Linked DNA regions of Rattus norvegicus: region 2 is linked to region 1. A link is a contact called in public Hi-C data. All regions are on one chromosome and are shown on one strand. The core of a region is the stretch at or near the end of the contact, and the rest is flanking DNA. Distances in the headings are between cores, read along the strand shown. Region 1 has its middle 74 kb from the start of Lyplal1. Region 2 has its middle 280 kb from the start of Tgfb2.

The links. Hi-C and Micro-C count contacts between places; a contact is called where the count stands out from the background.
Region 2: a Hi-C map of Schwann cells shows a contact between it and region 1, with 3 times the contacts expected there. The contact joins two enhancer-like sites. A contact is called at or near these places in 5 of 12 Hi-C or Micro-C datasets (the A7r5 cell line, the Rat2 cell line, Schwann cells and 2 more).

The regions. Positions count from the first base shown.
Region 1 is chr13:100,259,864-100,267,413 of GRCr8, forward strand. It overlaps the pseudogene Rpl27a-ps6. Among named protein-coding and RNA genes, the nearest start is that of Lyplal1, 74 kb to the left of the region's middle. Within about 2 kb of position 3,843, at least 48 of the 93 cell types and tissues checked have an H3K27ac peak or open chromatin away from gene starts, as enhancers often do. A contact at or near this core is called in Schwann cells, where this site is marked.
Region 2 is chr13:100,511,782-100,519,331 of GRCr8, forward strand. No RefSeq gene overlaps it. Among named protein-coding and RNA genes, the nearest start is that of Tgfb2, 280 kb to the right of the region's middle. Within about 2 kb of position 3,175, at least 12 of the 93 cell types and tissues checked have an H3K27ac peak or open chromatin away from gene starts, as enhancers often do. A contact at or near this core is called in Schwann cells, where this site is marked.

The sequences.
Region 1 (7,550 bases), core at 2,593-5,092:
CAGTATTCCACTCATGGACGTTTGAGTAGCTTCATTTTTCTGACTCTGATGCAGAGTGCTGTTGTCAAAATCTGCACAAGAGCTTTTGCTTGACATACATTTCATTGTCATGTGGGTGTTCCTAGGAGTGGAATTGCTTGGCTGTTTCTGGTTTTTTATTTATTTGTTTGTTGGTTATTTTGTTTATGAGATACTGTGTAGCCCTGGATGGCCTCAAACTTACCATTTAGACCTGGCTGGCCTTGAACTCCTGAAAGCTTACTTGACTCTGCTTCCAGAGTCCTGGGACTAAACCCATGTGCTACAACAGCTAGCCAGAATTTTGAGGTTGTATGGAAACTTTATGTTCACTTCTTAAAGAAGGAATGAATGATTCCTCAAAGGAGGTGTAACACTGGCATTCTGACTATCAGTGCATGGACACCGAAACTCTCACATTCTCTTTACGGCTCGCCATTTTTCTTTCTTACATTCTGACTGCAATTATATGTCAGTGTGACCCGATGCGATCGATAGTGGGTTCTTTTTTCCATTTAGTGGGGGATGGGATCAGTGTCTCCATAAGCACATCCAGGCCTCCAACTGAATATTTAGCCAAGGCTGGCCTGGACTCCTTATTCTTCTGCCTCCAGTTCCTGAGTTCTGAGATTACACCACCACATCTGGTTTACATTTTCATAATGATTAATGATATTGCATGTATTTTCATGTATTTGGTACTCATTTGTGTTTCTTCTCTGAAGAAAAGTCCATAAAATCCTTTGCTAATTTAGAAGTGGGCTAGCGTGTTTTTATTAATATATCATAAAATGCCTTTATTTGTTTTGATATTAAACTCTTATTAGATGCATGATCTGCTTTGAAGGATGTCAACGTTTTATGGGTGCACTTACTAGATTCATTTTTGTTTGTTGGTAGTGATGTAGAGTGTACCAGGACCTCAAGCACTTCCTGTTGGTAATTATCATTTATTGTTATAACTATTGTTTTGATTGTGGGTTTTATTTTGTTTGGTACAAGATTTTCGAATGTAACACATTGGCCTTGAACTCTCCATCCTCTTTCCTTACCCTCCTGAGTACTGAGATAATGGGTATGCCTCAGCAAACCTGGCAGCTACCATGCATGAATGAGTAGAAGATCCTTTGGCCCAGTGGAGCAGAGCCCTGGCAATCTCTCTGGAGCAGCTGGATTGGCTCATTCCTTGCCTGAAATAGGTATCATTCCTATTTGTCCTGTTGGCCTTAGCCTGAACTGGTCATAAGTGTCACAGGCAATGAGAGCAATCAAAGCTGAACATGGAGGGAGATGCTCATTTATCCCCAGGGCTCTTGAAGAAGTAAGGGAAACCATGAAAGCAAAGGGGAGGGGGAGAGGCTAGGGGAGTCGAGCAGGGAGCAGTGGTGGACAGTGTTTTATTCATAATTTTATCTACAATCTGGCTTGACCCGTCTTTGAGCATAAGTTGGATGTGTCACTCACCATTTCATTCAAATGTTTACTTCTGTTCCGCAATCACACTTGGTGTAGTGATCCCATCCCTCCCTAAAGGGAAACTCGAGGTCGTAGGTTACATAACTCATGAACAAAAGCCTGATTCCTATAAGGACCGAGAAGTCACGAACCTTGCTTTTACATTTTCTTATGACAGATTAACAAAGGAGAATACAGATACTCAGAGAGGCAAAGCTATCATACCTACACCCAGACCTGCCAAGCTCTGACTGTTAATGACATCTGAAGCCTCAGGATAGAAAGAGGCAGGGAAGGAAGGATGGGCGTGGGAATGTAAGTCTTTGGAGTGTCTGTCCTGTGAAAGCCATCTGTAGAACTAGTCTGCATCTCTATCCAATCGAATCAGACATAATCTCAGTTTGCTTAGGGAGACTGAAGCTGGTAGCTAACTTTCCAAATGGTGCGCTGTGGAAGATAAATCTGCCTGTAGTTGGAACCTAAAACCAGTGGATATTGTTAAGATGCCACTTGGAAAAAAAATCTACCATTGAGACATTTTAAAGATGACACTTTACTAGTGTTGAGATTAGGCTTTGCCCCGCTCCAGTTACCCCAAGTTGTGCAAGACAGTGGTCTATGCCCTGCCCCAAGAGACCCCTTTCACCAACAGTTTTGGGCTCCAAATTGAAGATGGAGGATGGTTGTACACATCGGTTGAGCAGGGAGTTTACGTACAGATGGCATCATCTGTCTGCCCATGAGGCACAGGCTGAGGAATGATTTATCCTGGAAGGAGAAAGTGTGCTACCTTAAAGTGCATTGAGATGACATAGCACACGAACTTATTTCAGTCATATCAGGAAAGCACCCAGCCTGAGGAAAGAGGGAAGTTCCTCACCTGGAACACATCACACTGCCATGGACGGCGGTGACTCTGTTGACCTGTCATCTGACTTGCTGGTGTGTGCTTTAAACGGAAAACAGGCAGGGAACATCCCAGCATCCCAGGGTCTTCAGCTTGGTTTGCCTTCACTGGTGACACAGCCTATTTGAACTGTTCTCTCTGTTATTTGTCCAGTGTGGAATTCTTGTGGTAGCCATGTGTAACCTAACAAATCTTTACGTCTACACAGTATAGATATATTTGCTATGGAATGTGTGTACTGTATAATTCCTGTTGTAATGTGTGATCTGAGCTTAGAAGAAAACCCATTTCTTCAGCCAGCTCTCTGGAGACGTGGGGATTACTTGACAAATGTTGCCAAGAAAACCAACATAGCTCGGGAACTGATTGTTATTTAATAAAGCCCGGCACTGTGGAAAGATACAAATGTGTCTGTGTTTATAAGACTGTGTGCTCACAGCAGTGCGCCCAGAGCTCTCCTTTTCCGAGATTGTGATAAAGCCGTATTGAAGACTTCGTAAAACAGATAAAGAAATTGGAGTGAGAAATACAAGATATTGACCCAGCACAGCCAGGGATCACGATGATCCCGGGAGTCTTTTTGTGTGATCGTGTCCCATAGCCAAGTTCACTTATCCAAGAGGAACAAATGACTAGCTGGTTCATTTTTTTTTTTAAATGAACGTTGGTTCTCAGTAAAATATGGCTGGGTCCTGTGGCCAAAGTCAAAATTGGAAACTGTTCCCTTCCAGGTTGTTGGCCACCTAGCTTTGAGAGAGCCTGGCTGGAGGTTTGTCCTCTCTCTGTCCTGTGTTCAGCTTAGCATTCCTTTCTGAATCAGTGAATAGTATCTGTCTTATAGCTGAGAGAAATTTGTCATTTTGAGATTGATAATATGTCAGCGGCTCCGTGCTCTACCTACAGCACATGGGAGCAGGCGCCAGGCCGATCTCGGTGTCCACAGGAGTAGGGAATTCTCTTCTCCCAGCCCCCACCCCTGCGCAGAGTTTCCCAGAGGTGAGAGCTGGGCTGCACAGTTATTTGTTGGACGTTAGCTTTCAATCATTTCCAAGGCACAACAAAGCCTTCTTCTCTGGTTATTTCTTTATTTATGCCAGCATTACAATTCTTCATAATAGCCACAGGGGGAACCGTCGGCTTAATTTTGCTTCGGAGCCACTGCTGCTGGAGTCATTCAGCTAATGACTTATGCCCCGCGTGACCGGGCGATCTCCTGAGCTTGCAGTGGGTATTGTGTTTTGTTTACTGCGTATAACTGGCAGTCATTATGCCACCGAAGGCCCCTGCCAGCTCACTGCGTTTATTTATCCCTGCGGATCTCTAGATACGCTGGTTAATATAGAAAACATTTGAATGGTTTAGTATTTTTAAAAAATCCTATAAGTTGTGAATTAAACCACTGTGCTCTCTCTCCCTCACAGGAGAAAGGGTTGGTTGAGAGTGAGCGCTGAATAGCAAGCCCCACCGATTCTCCTGTTTGCTCCATCCTTAGAGATCAGGAACGGAAGCCTGGGTGCTTTTCAGGAATACGGGGCTGTGACTCCGTCATCTTTTGGGCTATGAGATCACCAGTTTTTCCCCTTGGCTGCTCAGATTTTACCATATTAAGGAACCAATTTGCTTAGAGAATTGCCGCACATGTTTACAGGCTGGGTTTGATGGCTGGCAGGACTCACCCATTTAGCCCTGGGGCCAGCCTCAGTGAATGAAGCCTTTACAACCGGCCTGGGAGGTTTTTTTGTCTTTGTTCTGAGATTGCACAGGGCAGATGAACCACATGGGCAGGCAGAGAAAGGAACAGTTTGGGAATGTTGATCTGTATAACATTGCAGCATATTTCTGCATCGGGAGGGCACGAGACCTCCTCCACCCAGATTTGTGATTCCCTCCTCGCCGGACACTGGAATTCACCAATTCATCTAAATGGTCTGTAAGACTCCACGCAACTACGGAGCTCCGCTCCTCAGTGCAGTGAATGACTCGGTACCTGACTTCTTCTTACCGGCTGGGGTTCTGAACTCCGGTCCCCATGTTTTGCCTGCCAAGCTCTTCACCCACTGAGCTATCCTGCTTGCCCCTGGCAACAATCTTGTTCAAGTGCGTTTGTCTTGACACTGTTCCCACTCTGAGAGAAGGAAGAAAAACCTTATTTTTTTTTTTTAATGTTAGCACTTAATTAACCTCCGAAGTGGCTTTAAGCCTCCAGGACACAGGCACCTCCAGCACCCTTTTCTCTTCAGCTCCTCTGCTGATGACTTCGGCCTTCACGATGACAGGTCGCTCAGGGAGCTTCCCCTCCCCCAGGACTCTGTAGCATCCCAATAGCACAACATCCATGATGGGAGCAGCCCCGGTCTTGTTTTTTGTTGCATTATCCCGTGTCTGCTCGCTGACCAACGTCCATGATTTATCCAGGTTGACAGCCAAGCAGAAGCTCTGGTTCCTCTTCAAGCAGTAATGCCTCACCCCAACTTTCCCGAAGCTACCCGGGTTATATTTGTCAAAGTTGATCCTGTGGTGACGCATGCCTCCAGCATCCCCGGGCCCTCCTGGGTGTTTGCGGTGCTTACCCATGTGACCCTGGCCGTGGCTCACGTAGCCTCGGAATTTCCAGTTCTTCCTCAGTCAAGATGGCATGGCGGTGGCAAGAAAGAGGGCAGGAAACCTTACTGTTTTTGTGAGCAGCTGCAGACCCATCTGGACGACTCCAGTCCTGAACTTTGCTTTCTTCCCAATGGCTGTTGGCTGCCGAACTCCCATTTTCCTTTGCTTTTACATCACTTCAACATAGTTCTCTCTCTCTCTCTCTCTCTCTCTCTCTCTCTCTCTCTCTCTCTCTCTCTCTCTCTCTCTCTCTCTCTCTTCCCTCTGGACTAGCTTCATGTCTCTGCCCCTTAGTCAGCCAGTTCTGCCTGGTCACAGAGCTTCTTTTCTCTGTGGTCTGAAGTGGTCCAGTCAAACAATGAACGCTTGCCCCAGGGACCTCAGGCAGCTCGCATTGAACAAAACACAGGGTACAAGGCAAGGGTTGGGTTTTTTTGTTTTGTTTTGTTTTGTTTTGCTTTGTTTTTTGTTTATTGTCCCCCCCCTCCAGGGTTGTTTTTGACAGCAGGTTTGATGCAAGAATAAAATTCCTCAGTTGTTATGATGCATGTGGAAAATTCAACCAATTTTTTTTTTTTAAATCAGGAATTTGGTAAGTTTGTTTGTAAGTAGAGAGCCAGGACCAGTCTCTAAGGATAGGAACAAAATTGTTCCCATGTTTCAGTTTTATAATTTGAACATCTGTATATAACTTTAGTCCCAGAGAATCCCTCGACACTGGTTCTTCTATATCAAACACAGCCAGATGCAGAAAGGGAGTGTGTGTGTGTGTGTGTGTGTGTGTGTGTGTGTGTGTGTGTTTAAAACACAAGCCAAGGAATAATAACAACTGTGATTTCTCCTCATGACTTTATTTTTTCCTCATACAGATGCAAACCTTGAGCATTAATAATATTTGCAATATTATAACATGTGAGGATATGGAAGTCGTCTTCTTCAGATAGCGTTTCTCCCTGGAAACCCTACCCCAGTTTGTCAGGAGTTTTTGCTCGTGTGTGTTTTAATTTAGTCTTATAATTACTCCCTCTAAGGAAGTAAAATTAAACTAACAAATTTTGGTGTAAATTACTCTGAAATGTCATTAAAGAATTCAATACTGGCGTTTTATCACTGTCTTAGAAATGGAATCTTATACTGCTCACCTCAGATAGCTGGCCAGTCTTTTCTGCTTTTAAAAGTCAAAATGTAAGTAAATTACAAATTATTTTAAAGACTCTCCCTCATGGACACACACACAAATACACATATAGACACACACACACACACACACACACACACACACACACACACACACACGATGCAAAAGCAAGCAAATGAGATAAATCACCGATGTGACATGGGCACACTGCTGTACTCAGCCCTTCCTTTTCAATTTTTATTTTTTTCAACATTTTTTAAACTTAAATATACTCGATCTTATTTTCCCCCTCTCCCAAGTCCCTCAAGATCCTATCCCACTCGGTATCCACCCAAGTTTAAGTTCAGTTCTTAAACAGAGAGCTCATTAGTGAAACCTTCCCCGTGAGCCAGCCACAGCAGCAGAAAATCCCCCAAGGAGCTGTGACTTCCCACAACCCTTAGCAGCCTCAGCACCAAGCGATCTGAATGACTTATATCAGTGACAAAAGCATCCTTCATCCTAAGGAGTTTGGTGGCACGACCCACAGTTCTTCTCTTCCCCAGTAGCATCTACACTGCGGTCTTCAGCTCATTCTGCAAAGGTGTTTTAGGCATGTGTTAGACTCAATTACTTTATAAGGCCAGGCAAGGAGTTAGTATGAGAGACAAAATTATTTGCATAACTGTTCAATTGAGCTTTGTTACCTGTGTGTGTATTTTTTATTGTGGTTTTACCAAAGCAGATTTAACTTTAGACAAACAATTCTTTCTCACGCATATATTTGGTTATTATTAGCATTCACACAGAAAATGGCCGTAAAGATTCCCTAGTGTCTTGTTTTGCTACGTCTATTCCGTGTCATAAATACTTATAAAACAGCAGAGCTGTTCCCATCAGTTGAAAAAGTGTTAGTCTATTGAACCACACAGTTTTGAATGAATCACAGTGACTGTACCTTGGGCTTTGTACTGTCATATGAGGGCTGGGACTAAGCTATGTGGGGGTGGTGTTAAAATATATAAATGATTTTGTGACTATGCTCTTAAAACTTGAAATTGAATAGTGTCATAAAAGTGAACCCAGTGACAACACCAGTTCTCAAAGCAGTTTAGCCTGGCACCCTAATAACAGTTTTCCCGTTCCGACTTGCAGAGCAAATCCTTTGGTTTGCCTCCTTCCTCCTAAAGGAGCCTATGGAGTTGGTTGTAAGAATATCATCCCCGTGATTATCTCTGATCTGTCAATGTCTTCCCACAGAAGCCACAGAAGCAAAGATTACCTTTGACCTCATCATTACGACTCACATTTCTTGATGACTGATGTGCTAGTTGAAGACTCGTGATTGGACCAGAAGGGTTTTAGCTGTTTCTATTGTTGTTGTTGTTGTTGGTGGTGGTGGTGGTTTTGTTGTTATTTTTATTTTGTCACCACTACCTTAGTTTAAAA
Region 2 (7,550 bases), core at 1,925-4,424, 250 kb after region 1:
GAAGGCACAGCCTCCTTGGCCCTTAATGCTATAGCTTCAAATCCTAAGGACCCATCAAAGACAGACCCTGAATACAAGTATGTCTTGCTTGCACAAAACAACAGTTGACAGACAGCTTGTTCCTTCTCTGCAACAAGACTGATCTAGGCCCATCTCCAAACACCTCCTCCGTTCAGCAAATCTCCCACTGAAATGTGAATTAATAGGAAGTCCCGTTGCCAAATGCTGGTACCAAAACTCAGGGCTACACTTCAGGATGCAAGCAACAGAAAGTCAGATCCGAACTAGCCTGAAGACTGAGCAGAACTTATTTACAGAAGCTTTACTTAAAATCTGAACAAGGTAAGGGGCTGGAGAAATCTATTATCACTTAAGGGGACTAGCTGCTCTTCCAGAAGACTGCCAGTGCTCAGAGCTGGTGGTAACACAGCCATTAGCAAAAGTGTGCATGCAAATACAAAGCCAAATGACAAAGCCCAACCCCAATATCTAAATTAAAGATGTAAAGCGAGGGCTCAGCTTTAGATGGAGATGTCTTTGAACCAGCACCTCGACCCACACTGAGGCGGAAGGAACATGGTGGAAGAGGGGGCGAAGGAATGTGATGGGAGAGGTGCTGTGAAATATCATCCTCTGGGCATGATGTGGCTCTCGTCTGAACTCCCAGCTGCTGTGGTTACAAAACCTGCACAAAATCAAGAGTTAAAAATACCAGTATGGATGGGGTACTCCCAATGCCTCATCCCTAGCTGAGGATCAAGTGGAAGTCGATGGCTGTTACAGAAGGGGGTTACCTTTCTTTGGGGGGTGGTATTGGTCTGCTGCCCATGCAGTGGATGACCCTACCCACATGCTTATAGGCAGCACTAATTGGATTTAGTGGAATGGAGATGAGAGATACCCTACAGGTGACTCAGGCAGAGCTGGAGGGAAGGAATAGGAAATGCAGAAAATGGATATGACCAGCATACATTGCATATGTGTATGAACTTTCAAACAATAATAAAATCAAATGGAAAGTACAATTCCAAAAATGTGGCATGTCCCATGAGGAACAAAAAAAAAATGGCACCCATGGATTTTAGGTTTCTCCTTTAGGAAGGTAAGAAAATGAGGAAGGGTCACAGCTTGCTTTCTTAGAGTGTTTGGGCTCCATCTCTTCCTGCCCCTTTCAGAGAGTCTCTGGAATTTAGTTGAATTTCTCTGTCAGCAGCAGTGTTAACCAGTTGTGAGGAAAAGCCTTCTAGCCACACAACAAAGCCTTGAGTTCCAAGTTCAACTGCTGTTATTTTAAACAGAATATTCATGCCTTGAACTTTGGGATTTTCCCAGAAGTGTCTGTACCACAGGCTTGAGTAATTGTATGAGCTCCCTGTGGGCCATTAATTCTCCACCTCTATCCCCAGGCCGTGTTCAAGGACAACCTCAGTCAAGTAAGTCATATTTTCTGTAACTGAGGAGACCCAACTTATAACTTATAATGTCTTAGTCAGGGTTTATATTCCTGCACAAACATCATGACCAAGAAGCAAGTTGGGGAGGAAAGGGTTTATTCAGCTTACACATCCACATTTCTGTTCATCACCAAAGGGAGTCAGGACTGGAACTCAAGCAGGTCAGGAAGCAGGAGCTGATTCAGAGGCCATGGAGGGATGTTTCTTATTGACTTGCTTTTCCTGGCTTGCTCAGCTTGCTCTCTTATAGAACCCAAGACCACCAGCCCAGGGATAGCACCACCCACAATGGGCTGGGCCCTACCCCCTTGACCACTAGTTGAGAAAATGCCTTATAGCTGGGTCTCATGGAGGCATTTCCTCAACTGAGGCTCCTTTCTCTGTGATAACTCTCAGCTTGTGTCAAGTTGACACACAAAACCAGCCAGTACAGACAGCAACAACCATCTGGAAAGAACTGTTCTGCTCTGTCCAGCTGCTTGTGCCCGTCCTCTGAATTTACAGCTGTCTGTCACTGGGGAAGTTCAAGGAAGAAGAATGGGCCTCTGACCAAGAGTCTGTGTTCACTCCAGCCCAAGTTGTTAGAATAAAACAAGGGCAAGGTCAAACAATTCTCTTGTGTGAGATCAACCAAATCATTCATTTTCCATGAATAATTAGTGAGAGATCTTTGCAGTTTATTCCAGATGATATAATAAGAGAGGTGATATTGGACCAGGTAAATGTAAAATAGCAGCTACCAGTGCAAGTTAGAGTGGTTATCAGAGAGGAAGTTTCCTCACACACACTTCTATCTTGTACACTATTAAAACATGTATATAGCACGGTGTCATATATATGCCTTAGCTAAATAAATCACCCATTACAATCCACAATGAGGAGCCCAATGCAATGACAAGAACAGATACTGGCAAGACCCAAGGTTAACGGAGGAGAGGAGGAAGGGTATACAATGTTATACAAAGCTGATGGGAATTGGGAGCTGCAGCAAAACTAAACTATGAATGATACAGAGAGAGTAGATACAGCAAGTAATCTATGTAAGGTACAGAAAGAAAGAGACGGAGGGAGAGAACACAGGGTCATGGGGGGAGGGATGGGGAAGGGCAAGGGGTGTACATGTAAAAGCAATCAAAATTAAACACAAAGACACAGCTTCTAAGGAAAACAAAGCTAAGAGACAATCAGCCCTTCTCTCTGGCTATGCTGCTGAAATGCAAAAGAAAAGTGGGATGAGACAGGGCTCTGTGTGTGGTTCTAGCCCATTCTGTTTAGAGATTAAAAGACAAACTGAAAACGAAGAGGTGTTCAACCCTGTGAAGTGTGGGTTGCATTTAGTCCATATTAGACAAACAGAAATGACTTTCGACTTCTGGTTCTGTGAATGGGCTGTATCTGGCGATCACACTACAACCAGCTCGGTTCTCTCTAGCCTAGTAAAATCCAAATTACCAAAAGCACATTGTTTTTGCAACATCAGCCTTAGAATAAAAGTACCTGACTTGAAAAGGTTGAACCCGCCGCCCCGCCCCCCAAGTAAAATGTTTCCAACATCTACTGCAAACACATGAGCTGGAGTCTTTAATTGCCGAAGACTTTGGCTACTTCATCCCTGAAGCGATTGAAAGAATGCTATTCATGTCGACCACAAGAGGCTTAAGAGCCCGGCTCATTGCCGCATCCGCATTCTTGGATCTATCTGATAACAAGAGAGGCTGTCCAGATTCTCACTGGCTGCCTAGGTCTCAGGGCTTCTCCCACGGGTGTGCAGGCAGTGAGGTGAGTCAGCACTACCCCCAGAGCTTCTAGAAACATCTACTATTTGAGGAATGAGGAACTTGGGCACACGGGACATGAGATCAGCTACTTTTAGGGACACAATGGCTGTTGGGCTCAGTGAACTGCCAGGATAAGGACACACGGTTCCTATGTTGTCTTTGAAATGCTGGCCCCACAGGGATTATTGGAGACACATTTTCCCTAAGGTCCTCCAAGGGAGAGAAGAATCACTTGTTTTCCACAAGTGCAGATAGTTTTAGAAAGCTGGCCTTCCCAAACAGCTCCCTTCCTCCCAGAAGTTAAGTGTGTCCTCAGGTACCAGGTTTCCTGTGGTCTTCAGATTATAGAAGTCTCCCCTTTAAAAGAGACATCTGCTCTGGTCTGAGGCTCAGATATTGAGATGGAAATAATCTTGTAGCTATTTGGCTATGTTTAAAGTTTTCAGATTTTATAAATCATTTCTTTGGGCATAGACCATGTGTCCTAGGTTTCATGCTGTTCATGCACATGTGAATATCAAGGGGTTCGTCAAATCGTGAGATGTCCTTGTTATAAATGAAGGATAAAGAAGGAAAAGGAAGGGAAAGAGGGAAGACATAATCTGTCAGTTTTTGTGGCTATGAGAGTGTACATGTGTTTGTGTGTGTGTGTGTGTGTGTGTGTGTGTGTGTGCGTGCGCGCGCGCTCGAGTGCATGTGGAAACCAGAGGACAAACTCCTGTGTGAGTGTCCTTGCATGCTATTCACTTCTGTTTATTTATTTTATCTATTTTGTTATTTGAGACAGGGTCTTTCACTGGCCTAGAACTACAAAAGTAGGCCAGGCTTGCTCTCTAGTGAGCCCCAGGAATCTGCCTGCCCCATCATCCACCTCAGGGTTGAGATTACAAATTCAGGTCAGTTTTGCCATCCTGCTTGGTGGTTTGCACTGGGAACTGTTAGGGTTTAAATCTCAGCCCATGCCCAGACAGAACACATCAAGCCAACATGGTTCAACTTGGAGAGGTTTAAATGAGAGAAGAAGAGGAGGGGAGGGGAGGGGAGGGGAGGGGAGGGGAGGGGAGGGGAGGGGAGGGGAGGGGAGGGGAGGGGAGGGGAGGGGAGGGGAGGGGACGGACCATGGGCACATGGAGGGAAGGTGGGGGGATGGAGAGAGAAGGGACAGGGATAGAGGGGAAGAGAGAAGTAAGAGGAAGAGGAAGGGGCAAGCAGCCCCTTTTATAGTGTCAGGCACAGCTGACTGTTGCCAGGCAACTGTGGGGCGGAGCATACCCTGTAGTTCCCAGGTAGCTGTGGGGGTGGAGCTTAGACAGAATACCAACAGGAACTCAATGTGTAATACACCCACCAATGGAGGACATTTCTCATCCAATCCACCATGCCTGGAGGATCCAGAGTCACCCCAAACAAACTACCGCCACGGTTGCCTCCTGATTGCCAGCCGAAAATGATAAGGTCCTATGGCTGAAAAGACAACCACACGCTTTGACGACAGGAAAACAGAGACATCGGTCTTGAACGGAGCGTAGGCTCTCTCCCTGCTGGTAGCTTCCATCGTGCTGGAAATCACTACCCGGGCTGGAAAAGAGAGATCCACGACTTTATCCGGGACCAGATGCTGTCTGCTACAATCCTTACCTGCTGGTGAGCTGTGCCTGCTGGTGTAATAGTGGTGTAACTGTTTATGGGAGTAAACAATCGCTCTCTCGAACAGATTTGAGGCCCGCTCCACAGGAAGGAACTCATACCTGATACTATCTATGGATCTGTGCTGCTTGCAACCCTGGTGAGAGAGACATCTTACTGCAGTCGGTAGTTGCTATAATGCAGACAGTTGCTGCTGTTAGAAGTGCTGAGAATAAAAGGTGAGCGCTCAGCGTGAAAGCAACATCACTCTACAGGTTCAGGGAGCAGCACAGAGGAGCTGGTGTAAAGAAAGTAAGACTCAGAGGGTAGTGTGGAGGGGAGCTCTGAAATTCTGTCCTCCGGACACACCAAGGCTGGTGTACACATGAGCCCAAGCTTCTGTAGTTACATGCACAAAATACAGACAGTCAAATAAGTACAGCATGGGAAGAGGGGGCTCCAAGGCCCTGTCTGGGGAGCTGTTAACAGTTGATGGCTGCTGGGACAAGGAGAGACACTTTTCTTTGAAAGTATGCCCACTGGTAAGTTGCCCCTGCCCCGGGGGATGGCCCCAGAACCATCCTCATGGCTTCTCACTAACTGCAAGTCAGTAGGTAAATAAACAACTAAAGGGAGACATAAGGTTAGGGCAGAGACGTGACAAAAGGCTTCTGGGAAGTGTCGAGGCCCGGATATGGGGTGGATTTGATCAAGATACCTGTATGAGGTTTTCAAAGAACAAATAAAAATGTCCTATAGAGAAAGAAACTACTACTTTTCCAGTGAAACCAGTTTCAAGCATTTCCTTAATTTTTAGTCTTCTGGTTTTACGAGCTTTAACCTTTTCCCACCAAATGTTCCTATTCGTACAACTCCATGTTTGTTGATATGTTTAAACGGCTCTTGAGATGTGCGGATACTCTGGTCATTGTTGGGCTTCTCTAATGAGATAGCCAGAAACAGATGGTAGCCAGCAGAAGAAATGTCTTCCCCCAGTTTGTGGAGGGTTGGAAGTCTATGATCAGGGTGCTGGTACATTCCTCTCTGAGGAGGGCCTGCCTCCCAGTTCACTGGTGGCCTTCTTCTCTGTCCTCACAGAGAGATTCCTGAGTTCTCTTCTACATCACCCTGGACCCCGTGGTGAGGGCTCATCTTGTGTCACCTAGCTAATGCCAAGTCCTCCCTCCAAGTTCCATGACACTGGGATCAGTTGGAGGGAGTGACTGTGTCTATTCAATTGTCCTCCCCGAAAACTCACAGAATCGGGAAGATGAAGCTTCAAACCTGTACAAACAAATGCTTTGCCCAGAGCCGAGGTGTTAGCAAAGAAAGGAAGGAACTGGCAGGATTCTTAGCACAGAAATGGTTTGAGATAAGTTGTGACCACTTGTCCTGTTCTGTCTGGTGGTGATGGTGGGAGCTGTGGCTTTCTCTAAATATTGTTTGGCTCTATTGCTTCTCCTCAAGAGGGCAAGGCCATGAAGAAAAGCAGGGAGGAAAGGAAAAGGGGAGAGGAAAGGGGGAAGGGAGGGGAAGGGAGGAGAGAAGAGGGGAGAGGAGGGGAGGAGAGGAGAGGAGAGGAGAGGAAAGGAGAGGAGAGGAGAGGAGAGGAGAGGGGAGGGGAGGGGAGGGGAGAGGGGGGAAGGGAATGAAAGGGGAGGGGAGAGGGGAAGGGAGGAGAGGAGAGGAGAATAGAGAAGAAGGAAGGGGAGGGGAGAGGAGAGGAGAGGAGGAGAGGAGAAGGAAGAGGGGGGAAGGGAGGGAAAGGGGAGGGGAGAGAGGGGAAGGGAGGAGAGGAGAGGGAAGAAGAGGGGGAGGGAGAGGAGAGGAGAAGGGAAGAGAGGAGAGGTCAGGAGAATAGAGAAGGGAGGGGAGGGGAGAGGAGAGGAGAGGAGAGGGAAGGAGAGAAGGGAAGGAGGGAGGGAAGACAGGAGGGAGAGAGTGGGGAGGGAGGATCATACCTTATTCTCAAAAGGTATAGAATAAACAAACAACTCAGTCAGATCAGTGGAAGGAGGTGCCAAGTCTAGAGACAGGGCTTTCCCAGGCACCAGCTGGTAGGCAGCCCTGTGGCAATGCCTAGTGCTGATCTGGCCTTGGCTGAGACAGCGTCTGCTGAATAACTAGGCTGACCCCAGAGCCAAGAGCAGCAGCCCTGCTGCAGAAGACGCCCCAGGGATCACTTCTGCTGACTCCAATTTTTCCTCAGGGATTTAGAAAACAAATGAAGCTCTGAAATGTGGGGCCACTGGGCATCTATTAGGAGAGCAACGCAACGTGTCTCTTTGTTGTTTTCTTCATAAACATAATGAATTCGGTCCAATCTGGGGGCCCAGCGTCGTGATCGATGCAGAACTAACTCCCTTTGGAAGGAATTTCTCGGGGTTGGGATGGGGGTTGTTCAGCAGGCCCAGAGAAACGAAAAAACTGAGAAAAAAAGGATAATAAGGAAGAAAAATGCATTTAGGCATATATTTCTTAATGAAATACAGATGCGAACAAATTTCCATGCCAGCTAGTCCGCTGTGGAAGAACAGGAGGAGCTCAAGGTAAACGACCAAGAAAATGACTCATCTGGGCAGGAATAAGGAAAGAGATCAAGTGTTCCTGAATTATTAGTAACTCAAAATTCCAGCCGCATTCAGCGGCTTCAAAGCAGCACTCTGCAAGTTCTGACCTCTGGTGAATGCCT